Linked DNA regions of Hordeum vulgare: region 1 is linked to region 2. A link is a contact called in public Hi-C data. All regions are on one chromosome and are shown on one strand. Each heading gives the region's core, a stretch centred on a gene start, on an enhancer-like site or on the middle of the called end of the contact. The rest is flanking DNA. Distances are from core to core; before and after follow the strand shown.

What was found. A called contact is a pair of places that touch in the nucleus more often than the background predicts.
Region 1: a Hi-C map of leaf shows a contact between it and region 2, with 6 times the contacts expected there. The contact joins the promoter of LOC123403772 here to the promoter of LOC123401733 in region 2. A contact is called at or near these places in 3 of 6 Hi-C or Micro-C datasets (leaf and seedling) and 1 of 1 datasets of contacts at active chromatin or transcription factors (embryo).

Annotation. Positions count from the first base shown.
Region 1 is chr6H:273,266,436-273,272,425 of MorexV3_pseudomolecules_assembly, forward strand. It overlaps LOC123403772, which reads left to right and starts at 4,641. Exons shown (of 6, transcript XM_045097683.1): 1 at 4,641-4,748; 2 at 4,839-5,012. The coding sequence starts at 4,734.
Region 2 is chr6H:272,419,491-272,425,164 of MorexV3_pseudomolecules_assembly, forward strand. It overlaps LOC123401733 (transcription factor E2FA-like), which reads right to left and starts at 3,579. Exons shown (of 14, transcript XM_045095588.1): 1 at 3,132-3,579; 2 at 902-1,082; 3 at 740-796. The coding sequence starts at 3,347.

The DNA.
Region 1 (5,990 bases), core at 3,391-5,890, 850 kb after region 2:
GAGGGGGAGCCTTGCCTTGGGGCTCAAGGAGCCCCAAGGGGGTCGGCCGAGCCAAGGGGGGGAAGGACTCCCCCCAAACCGAGTCCTACTTGGTTTGGTGGGTGGAGTCCCTCTTTCCTTTCCCACCTCCTCCTTTTTTTTCTCTTTGATTTTTCTTCCAATGCGCATAGGGCCCTTTTGGGCTGTCCCACCAGCCCACTAAGGGCTGGTGCGCCACCCTCAAGGCCTATGGGCTTCCCCGGGGTGGGTTGCCCCCCCGGTGAACTCCCGGAACCCATTCGTCATTCCCGGTACATTCCCGGTAACTCCGAAAACCTTCCGGTAATCAAATGAGGTCATCCTATATATCAATCTTCGTTTCTGGACCATTCCGGAAACCCTCGTGACGTCCGTGATCTCATCCGGGACTCCGAACAACATTCAGTAACCAACCATATAACTCAAATACGCATAAAACAACGTCGAACCTTAAGTGTGCAGACCCTGCGGGTTCGAGAACTATGCAGACATGACCCGAGAGACTCCTCGGTCAATATACAATAGCGGGACCTGGATGCCCATATTGGATCCTACATATTCTACGAAGATCTTATCGTTTGAACCTCAGTGCCAAGGATTCATATAATCCCGTATGTCATTCCCTTTGTCCTTCGGTATGTTACTTGCCCGAGATTCGATCGTCAGTATCCGCATACCTATTTCAATTATGTTTACCGGCAAGTCTCTTTACTCGTTTCGTAATACAAGATCCCGCAACTTACACTAAGTCACATTGCTTGCAAGGCTTGTGTGTGATGTTGTATTACCGAGTGGGCCCCGAGATACCTCTCCGTCACACGGAGTGACAAATCCCAGTCTTGATCCATACTAACTCAACGAACACCTTCGGAGATACCTGTAGAGCATATTTATAGTCACCCAGTTACGTTGCGACGTTTGATACACACAAAGTATTCCTTCGGTGTTAGTGAGTTATATGATCTCATGGTCATAGGAACAAATACTTGACACGCAGAAAACAGTAGCAACAAAATGACACGATCAACATGCTACGTCTATTAGTTTGGGTCTAGTCCATCACGTGATTCTCCTAATGACGTGATCCAATTATCAAGCAACAACACCTTGTTCATAATCAGAAGACACTGACTATCTTTGATCAACTGGCTAGCCAACTAGAGGCTTGCTAGGGACAGTGTTTTGTCTATGTAAATGAGTCTTCATTCAATACAATTATAGCATGGATAATAAACGATTATCTTGATACATGAATTATAACAATAACTATATTTATTATTGCCTCTAGGGCATAATTCCAACATCCCCTCCTCCGATGCCGCTCGCTGCGGCTAGATCGCATCTGATGCGGATGATGGCAGTCCCCTGTGGCGCTGGCCCTTCCCTTCACATGGGTGACCATTCACAAAATGGATGGAAAGCACATGTGTACATTGCAACTATCAAGAGTGTGATGGAAAAGTGTAATAAGGATATCGCGAAGGTGACCATATTAGGAAGGCTTAGGACTACTTTTGTGCAGGCTAATAAGAAAGAGAAAGCATTACCTTCGTACAAGACCAAAGTAGTGAAGCAGCGAGAAGCCATATCTATTATATGTTCAAAAGATCCTGCTGATGGTGAATGTTTCAAGACAGGTGTTTGAGACTGCTACAAATCTCGAAGAACCAATTGAAAACTCTCCAAAAACGGTACCAAAGAGACAACGAACAGGTGATCCATTGTGTGCATGGTTGGAGAAATGAGGACTACTTTTAAGGATGCTTTGAAGACAAGTGATCCACTTCCATTGCCAAAGGTTACCACTCCTTCTGAAATACTTGCTATGCTTGAGTTAATACCAGAGTTGGCAGAAGCGTACATGTTGCACTCTTACGAAAAGTTGATTCTTAATAAATGCTTGTTTGAAGCTCTAATGGAGCTGCTCATGCACATGAGGAAGGCTTGGCTGCTATTACTGCCTTGAAGTTATGCAAGTTATGCTTTCCGTACTATTTTGTATGTTGCATTTCGAACTATGTAATGTTGAACTTCAACTTATCCGAACAATTGTGTTGTTACATTTGGAACCATGTGTCGTTGAGAATTTCGAAGACCTATTTAAACTATATGTGTGTTGTATCTTGTTGGTGTAAAATTATTTTTGTGTCAATATTATATGATGTCATCCTTAATTCTAAACAATTTATGATTTTTTACTATATAATCAACCAATTATAGTCATACAACTACTGTTTTAATGCATATTCTAATGTAGATATGCAATTTTATAATTTGACATCCCACGATAATGCATTGAAACTTCAGGACATTTTCGTCATCCAAACAACCAGATTCGTATTAATGTCCACTACAAATTTCTGGCCAGCGAAGGATCTAGGGCCGAGGTCGGGGGGGCCGGTCCCACGACATGAGGACCAAACCCTACGTATAGGGTGGCAAAATACTATAGCAATCGCTACAGTGTACAAAGAGGACCGAGGCACCCCGCAGGGCTGGATCCGCCCTTGTTTGTGGCTGAATGGAACTGAAACCAATACAATATGGAGGTCTCGAATACACACATCCAAACACATCGTTAATGTAAGACCTTTTTTATCACTAGAATGCAATATAGACAAAGCCGCGGGACCTCTCCGCCAGCCGTAAAACATTACCAAAAAAGGCTTTTGTCCCGTTTTATATATAAAGTAAATCACTAGACCAAAAGTATAAACATAAAACCAAATCCACACACATACACACACATGCAACACGACCTCAAATACGGAGGTTCTAAGTCAAAAGAGAAAACAAACCAAATCCAGCCGTAGAACATTAGGCCAACTCCACCGCGCGACCCCATCTTGTCCGGGTGCGTCTGTTTGGGGTAGAACAGACGAATAGCGCGGCCTAATGCGCGGACCCAAACAAACAAATGTTTGGATTTCGTCCGTTTTCGACCCATCCCCGACCCAAACTTGCGTCGAGTTTGGGGGAAACGGACATCACGCGGACGCGCTCGCTGCACGCCCTTGTCCGCCCGTGGCCCGCGTGTCGGGGACACAAGTATTCCCATTCGATTCCAACGCCTCCACTCCCTCTCCCGCCTGCCCCGCCGACGGCGTCGCCGCTATTCTCCGGCCACCTCAGCCCCCCGCCATCCATAGCAAACCATGTCTCGACATGGCCGCCACCACGCCCGCGCTTTTGCCGTAGTTTAGGCGTCGATCGGAGGAGGTTTGGCCGTCGCCGTCGTAGCCGGCGACAGAGTGGATATGACCGCAGGCGACGTACCACGGCGGCCACGGCAGCTTCCGGCGAGTGCTCCAGAGCGGCCAGTAGCCGGCAGCCAACCACCCCTGCATCGAGGTGATCATCGCGACCTCTTTGCCACCACGACCGCAAGGTGTTCGACACTTTGCCCGCAAAGGTATGGATAGTGGTGATGAGTTTTTCTTCCACCACTTCATTTATTCATCGGACGATTCGTCATCGGATGATGAAGATCTTGTGGTGGCTGCAGTGGTGGTTCACAACCACATTCAACGACAGCTTTCTCGGTACAGGGGGTCACTCCCTGGCCATGCTCCCAACCTGAACTGCAACAGGGAGAGAGGCCAGGCCCTGCTCTATGCCGGTTACTTTGAGAACACCCCGCTCTTCAAGCCGGATAAATTCCGTCGCCGTTTTCGTATGGCAAGACATGTGTTCAATCGTATCCGAGAGGGAGTGGTTGCTCATGACCCATACTTTGAGTGCAAGATGAATGCCCTTGGCAAGCTAGGATTCTCCTCTTACCAGAAATGCGCCGCGGCCATCCGCATGCTTGCATATGGAACGTGCCAACTTTTGTGAAGACAATCTCGAACCCTCAAGGTGAGAAGAGAAAGAAATTTGCCCAAATGCAAGAGAGTGGTAGAAAGGATGTGGAACGTGCTTTTGGTGTGCTTCAATCCCGATGAGGTATCGTTCGAAACCCTGCACTGTCATGGGATGAAAGGAAGCTTTGGGATGTGATGACTGTTTGTGTGATCATGCACAACATGATCGTCGAGGACGAGGGTGATGTCAGTATCTTCGACCAAGGATTTGATTATCAAGGTGAAAATGTTGAGCCCCTGCACCAAGAACCGACCATGTTTCAACCATTTGTCCAGTCCCATCGTGAGCTGCGTGATTGACATACTCATTTAGATCTTCAAAATGACTTGGTTGAACACATGTGGGATCATATTGACAATCAATAGATGTATTTGTTCATTTTATGTTCATTTAAGACGATTTTGATTTTGTTGTAAAACTATTTTATTTAGAGACAATTTCGATTGGGTTGATGTGCAAACTTGTTTTGATATGAAAATATGAGCATTTTAGACCCTGGCGGACATGATAGGGCAAACGGATGCAGCCGCGCGCTAGGCGCATGACCAGCGCATCCCAGGACAGGTCCGGACACGATCCCGTTGTCCTATTCAAACAGACAAAATCTGAACAAATCGTTTAGATTCGTGCGATGGAGTTGACCTAGGAAAGTTGAGCTTCCGTCCCCGCCTCGGTCCCTAAAACTAAGGGGCGCAAAAAATGGAAACGAGCCCCCCAACGGACGTCAGCATCCAGTAGCGAAAACCAGTAGAGCGGCCGCGGCCGCGCCCACCTTCGCTTTACCCAAACCCATTTCCCCTCCTATTCCAACCGCCTTCCTTCCACCTCAGCTTTCCTTCCGCTCAAAAAAAATGGCGGTCTCGCAGGTGAATTTTTCCGCCCCCAAAACCGAAACCTCCCGCCGCCGGCGCCATCGCAGCCTGCTTCGCGCTGACGAGGTCTTTTTGTGTGCGCAGTTAGAGGGGCTGCGGAAGGCGTACGCGGCAATCATGCTGAACATGGCCAAGGAGTCGGCGGCGCGGGTGCTGGCGGCGGAGCGGAGCGTGGCGGTGCTAGCCGAAGGGATTGCGGCGGCCAAGGAAGATGGCATCGCGGCTCTCGTCCGGCTCAAGGACATCATGAAGGCCAGGGTACGACTGTTCCCTCGTTCGAATCGCTTGCTCTGGTTTACTTGTTGGTTGGATGGATGATTGGGTCGGTAGTTGCGTTCGAGTCGAGTTGTATTTGCCGATGTGTGAGCGTACGGGAAGCAGGGCCGGCCCTGACACTTCAGGGCCCTGGTGCAAGTTCACATAGTGGGGCCTTTGTACATAAAATTTTAGAAGCAATTGCTTATATTTTACTCCCTCCGTTCCTAAATATAAGTCTTTTTAGAGATTTTATTAGGAGACTACATACGGATGTGTATAGACATCCGTATAGACATATTTTAGATCGTAGATACACTCATTTTACTCCGTATGTAGTCCCTTACTGAAATCTTTAAAAAGACCTATATTTAGGAATGGAGGGAGTAGTAGTTACCTAAAACACTTTCTTCTAACATTTTTTGATGCAAAGTGATTAATAATACTGTTAACATTAATTTGGTCCAGTAGATCCTTCTCAATGCATATAGTAGCTAAACCGTTCAATCTCTTGTTAAATTGTTGATCTCAAGTAATTTTTTAACAATTATAATTTTGGAAAACTACGCTCGGCAGACGCTACAATCACAAGTATAGTAAATAAAATTCGATAAGCAATAGAGATGTTTGAAATTTTTTTGTGAATAGATCCCTTTTGGATTTCTAATTTTTAAGCTGCTAGCATTGTTTTTAAGGCGTCCATGCCTAGGCGTCAAAGCGCCCAGAGAAGGCGAGGCATCGGCCTCGCCTTAGACCATGGACCAAGGCATCCAGATTCCCTTCTTGAGGCTTCCAAGTCGTCGCCTAGGCGGGGGAGGCGTCGCCTTGGTCCAATTTGGACGCCTTGGGCGGGATTGGGCGGGAACTGGTGAGTGGAGGGGTGGGAAACAGAAATTGGACGGGATTGGATAGAAATTGGAGGCCAATCTGAGGTGAAATAGATGGGAGAGAGAGTGGGGACACACCGGTGACAGAAAATCA
Region 2 (5,674 bases), core at 2,329-4,828:
AGCTCTCCTTTGACATCAGCAAGTGGACATGCTTTCGCCTTCAGCATCGGCCAGCAGCGTCCCTACCAGCAGGGCAAGTTGGCACCTCGTTTCTACAGGCCATTTCAGGTACTTGAGCGCATCGGCTCAGTCGCATACAAACTTGCCCTCCCTGTTGGTACACATTTACTGGATGTGCTGATGTCACCATGTTCAAGAAGTTCCACAGGGATCCCCCCCCCCCCCGCTACAACTCTTGTGTTGCCTGAGTTTGAAGATGGTCGTGTCGTGCCTGCCCCTGCCAAAGTTCTTTGTGGCAGCCTACGTAGTGGTGTCAAGCAGATTTAGTTCCAATGGTGGGTACTTCTGAAGATGACACACCCTGGGAGCTGTTTGACGAGTTCACTGCTCGCTTTTCCCTCCTTCCAACTCGAGGACGAGCTGCTTTTCGAGAAGGGGAGTGATGTTTATGTGGGGGCAGACTTATAGCTGTAGGGCCAAATCTAATTAGCTAAAAACTTCATAGTCTGAATAGATAAAGAGAGAAAGAGTCCAGATTGTAATCAGTTTAGTTTTGCCTTGATGGCCAAGTTAGTTCTCCTATAAGAAGGGACTTAATCCCGATGAAAAAAGCAAGCCAATGCAGAGTATTTACTTTACCATAGCTGCCTAGAGTAACTAGAAATTCGAGTTCTTCCAGAATGCTAAATTGTAACATCTCATCCTACATAATCATATAGATGGAGAATATTGTCATCACCTAACGAACTGTCATAGCGGCAAGTACCAGCAGGAGTTGATGGATTGAGTGGTGAGCCTGTACATAAAAAGATGTGCATGTTTAATCTTTTGTTGCCTGAATACATAGGCAAAAAAGAGTTTGGACTTCAGAGCAAATGGCACTAAAGAAGTTTTCACTTACCAACATTTGGCGTAGGTGTCTGAGGCCCAGCTTTATTGTTCTTAGCCTTTGATTTAGAATTCTTAACAGCTTTTCCGGAGACTGGGGTGAGTAGTGGATTGCCAGTAACTCCAGTGGTGACAATCATACAGTCACTCGACTCAGTCACATTATTTTCTTCACGTGTGGCTTTTCTTTTTAGCTGCAGAAGAGGGTGTTATATAATGGTAAGACAGACTAGCTGACGTCCAGCAAGGATGTCTATCATTAACTATTACAGATTTGGAGAAAATGCATCAGCTAAATCACACACAAAATCCTATGTCCTGAAAGCAGAATTCCTGAATGTAACCTAGAAGAAACACAAAGAACTAGGAGTAATTGGCATCTCCATAGTGGCACTATATAATTTTACTGCACAATTGAACCTAATTTTATACACTTAGAATCCACATAGAGACAACTTTGACAGTGGTATTACAATGACAGAATCGCATGCAAAAACACAAGTGTATTGTGAAACGAGTAAACAGCTTGTAAAAATGAGAGCTGAAGCATGTATTTGCAGCAAACAATTAGCATAAAAGATACCAGCATAAGAATCCTTCAACAGTAATGACAGTCAAAATAGTTACCTACGTTATGTGATAATCCCAAAGTTCAAAAAAGCTCTAGGCGTTAATTATGCGTTTGGCCACCTACTTGCGCTTTTCTAGCTTAGGCGTGATTAGGTGAAATTGGGCGCAATTAGGCGTTAGTACTGCAGGATGAAGAAATAAGCTAGATGGGCTGGCCTAGCCCATTAAACCACAGGCCCATCTTCATATCCTCCTATTAAAGCTCTTGTATGGTGCAGTCAACAGGAAATTTAGATTTCCTCCTCACGTCGCCTCTTCCCCTCGTCCTCTCTCCCTTGCTACATGAGGCTGCTTCTCTCCCTCTTCCTCTGTCCCTTGCCAGAGAAGCTAGATCCCTCGCCGGAGAAGCTGATCCCTCGCCGGAATCAGTCAATTTGTCGTCGGAGTAGCTGAATCCCTCGTCGGCTAGGATTAATCCTCGCAGGGGAGGTAGGATCCTCACGGGGCAGATTGATTTCTCGCCTGAGAAACATGATTCCTTGCCGGAGAGACTGATATCTCGCCGGAGGACCTCGCCGGACGCTTTTTTGAGCGCCTTGGGCCAAAGCGAGGTGCTAGGCCAATGCCCAGCGCTTAAGCGCGCCTAGGCGAGCGCCTAATAGCACTTTTTTGAACAGTGGATAATCCTACACCAAACTAGTTCATTAGATTCAGAGTATTTATAGACCATTGAAACAGTGTAGCCTATGACTAGTTGAAGCTTTGACCTAAACTTTATTCAGTTGAGGGCAATAAAATGTACATGATAACTATCTCCCTATCAGAGATGCATGTCTTCAACAGTTGGTAGTTCGAGCTTGCACAGAATCAGGTATAAGCGGCAAATGGAACTCAGCTGCTCTTCACTGTTACTTGCTGAAATTTGTTCAGTTGATGATATTATATTATTATTAAACTGCTCGAGGTGCTAGACACACATGTTGCATCCAGTCATCCATCATACAGGCTGCAGAGAAGGGTTGAGCACCCAAAACATACATATACCAACATAAACCGATCAATCGTTTCTGTTCGGGCTCAAACGAATTTTTGCAGAGCAAAGAATACATATAAATTGCGGTTCAACTAATTCTTACTGCCAGCCATGCCATGCCATGCGGAAGCAGTTGGCAAGTATTAATGGGACTATATATTATTACCATATGTTGCCTAAGTATCTGTTTATTCAGGACCTCGCTGCAGGCAACATGTACATGTACAGGTGACAGAACTCTTCCTCTTTGTAACATTGAAGATTTGACAGACCATTCCAATTCTTGCTGTGGCACGACAACAACAACATGACATGAATATTTATTTTGCGGATCCACGTCACACAATTAACATAGTCCATGTTTATCTAACTTGTAAATGATTGTAGGCACTGGGCATTCAAGCTTCCGAAAACAGAGACAACTTTGGGGAGGACAAGAAATTGAGAAAAAATAAGGAATCTGCAAGTGGATCCTTAAGATATACTCAAATCAGCACATACACCCAACAAAACCCTCAAGCTCAGCAACCATTTGGTGTCTACAAAAACAGCTCAAATCACGCACAAGCTCAGCAACACCAGCAAAAAAAAAACAGAAACGGATAAATCGAGAGCTCCTTGTGGAGCACAAGTATCTCACCTGCGTCCGGATAACAAGCCTCTCATCAATATCGCCGCCAACACCACCGGCGCCGATGCCGCCTGAGCCGGAGGCAGAAGGGGTAGTCGGCGCATGAAAGCGATGGTAGTCGTCGGGTGAGGCGAAGGGAGGCCGCGATGGTGTGGAGAACACCGGGGGTGGGCGCAGCGACTGCAGGATTTTCTGAGCAGCCGGCGGCCTGCCGCCCCCCGACATAAGCCCGATCTCGCGATCGCGCGCTGCGGGACCCCCAACTCCCGGGAGTGATGGGCGGCTTCGGCTTCAGAGAAGACAGGAGGGCATCGGGGGGACCGCCGGAGATGGGGTTCCGGCGGCGGCGGCGGCGGCGGCGGCGGCGGGAGGTAGGTGGGTGGGGTTAGGGAGGTGGGAAAGGAGGGGAATAGAGGGAGAGAGAAGGGGGAAGGGGGGACGAAAGAGAAAGAGAGCAGAAAACGAGGGAAGGAGGGAGGGAAATTAAGTACTAGGCGTTTGGGGTATCATCGGTGTTTGATGTGGAGGGAACCCATTAAGCAGGCTGAATTTCGAATGGGCCACTACCATCCGGAACACCACGCATAGCGGCGACGATCTGCTTCTTCCTCAATTTATGCATTCCCTATTTCGCGCTTCAGGCGTGGGTTAAAGGGGCGTCCTACATCTCGCCCGGGAGCCCCTATTTGACGCGTGAGGCGCCCTCAGTCCAGCAGCGCGAAAGTCACTAGTTAGCGAGCTTTTCTTAACAAATTTTATCTTCTTTGAAAACCTCTCAGTGAGCACTTCTATGCGTTGCCACTTGATGCGTTTTCAACCGTCCCACTTATCGTGTTCTGAGCGCTTTTTTCAGATTTTGTTTTTTATTCTTTCACATGCGTTTTCGGCTTTTAAATTATTTTTTTGATTTTTTATTTTTTTTATGTTTTGGTTTTTCACCGGTCTTGCTTAGCTTTTTGACGAAAAAATTACGAAAGAAGACGCGTTTTTTGTTTTTCTGCGATAGGCACGGTCTTGTCTTCGTGAGGGGCACGGCCATGCATGTCGGAAACGAAAAAAACTTGTTTTCTATTTTTTGCGAGAGCCATGGTTTTGCTTCCGCGAGAGGCACGGGTTTGTTTCCGTGGGAGAAACGGTTTCGCCTTCGCAAGAGGCATGGCTGTGCCTCTTAGAAAGGGAAAAATAACGTGTTTTCTGTTTCTTTTTACGAAAGGTATGGTTTTGCTTCCGCGAGAGGCACAATTTTGCCTTCGTGAGAGGCAAGCACGTGACTTACGGAAAGGGAACAATAACGCATTTTTCGCGAGTGACACGATTTTGTTTCTGCGGGAGGCACGATTTTGACTTCGTGAGAGGCACGGTCGTGCCTCTCGGAAAGAAAAAACGCGGAAAACGTGTTTTCTCGGTTTTTTCCTATTGTGAGAGGCATAGTTTTTTTGGTCCGATTTTTCGTGAAAAAAAAAATCGTCAAACCTATCAACATGGGATCTAGTTTTGAAGATCTAGACGCGAGAAATCCAACGGTAAAAAAGGTTCAAGATTTGGACGCATGGTTTAGGAAATAAAACATTTTGAAAATACGAATCTACGAAAAAAAACTCATCGGTTGCGACAAGTGTCACGCATTCAGTGTGCCACATATCACAACCTCGAGATGTGGGGTGATCTTTGAAAGGAGTACTGTTGGGGAACGTTACATGGGAAACAAAAAAATTCATACGCACACGCAAGCCCTATCCATGGTGATGATCATCTACGAGAGAAGAGTTTGGATCAACATACCCTTTTAGATCACTAAGCGGAAGCGTATATAACGTTGTTGATATAGTGGGACATCTTCGCGATCCAAACGCAGTCCGTCCCGCGATCTCATCACGATCTGTCCCGCGATCCCATCCCAATCTAGTGTCGAACGGACGGCACCTCCGCGTTCAGCACACGTACGGCTTGATGACGTCTTCGCCGTCTTGATCTAGCAAGAGGGGCGAAGTAGTAGGTGAATTCTGGCAACACGACGGCGTGGTGTCGATGGTGGTGAAACTATTTCCGCAGGGCTTCGCCAAGCACAACGAAAACTATGACAGTGGATGAACTAGAGGGGCGGGGTTGCCGGCACACGGCTTGGGGCAATCTTGATGTGTCCCGGGTGCTAGCCATGCCCCTCTATTTATATGTTGAGCCCTGGGTCGTTTCTTGGAGAAAGGGCCTCCTCAAAGTTGGTTTGGCACGCAAGGCAAGAGTCCTCCTCAGACTCCAGGACAAGACGCCAGGGTCCTCGGCGTCTGGCCCCAAACGCCACGGTCCATGGCGTCTGGCCCGTGGCCTTCGCAAAAATCCTTTTGCACCTTCCTAAAGCCTCGTGGGCTTTACCCCTTGGCCCGAATAAAGTGTTCTTGTACCCGAACAATTCGGGTAACATCTGAAACCCCTTTCGGTGAATTTCGAAACCATTCCGGAGACCAAACACTATTATCCCATATATCAATCTTTACCTCCAGACTATTCCGGATCTCCTCGTCATGTCCATGATCTAATCCGAAACTCCGAACAAC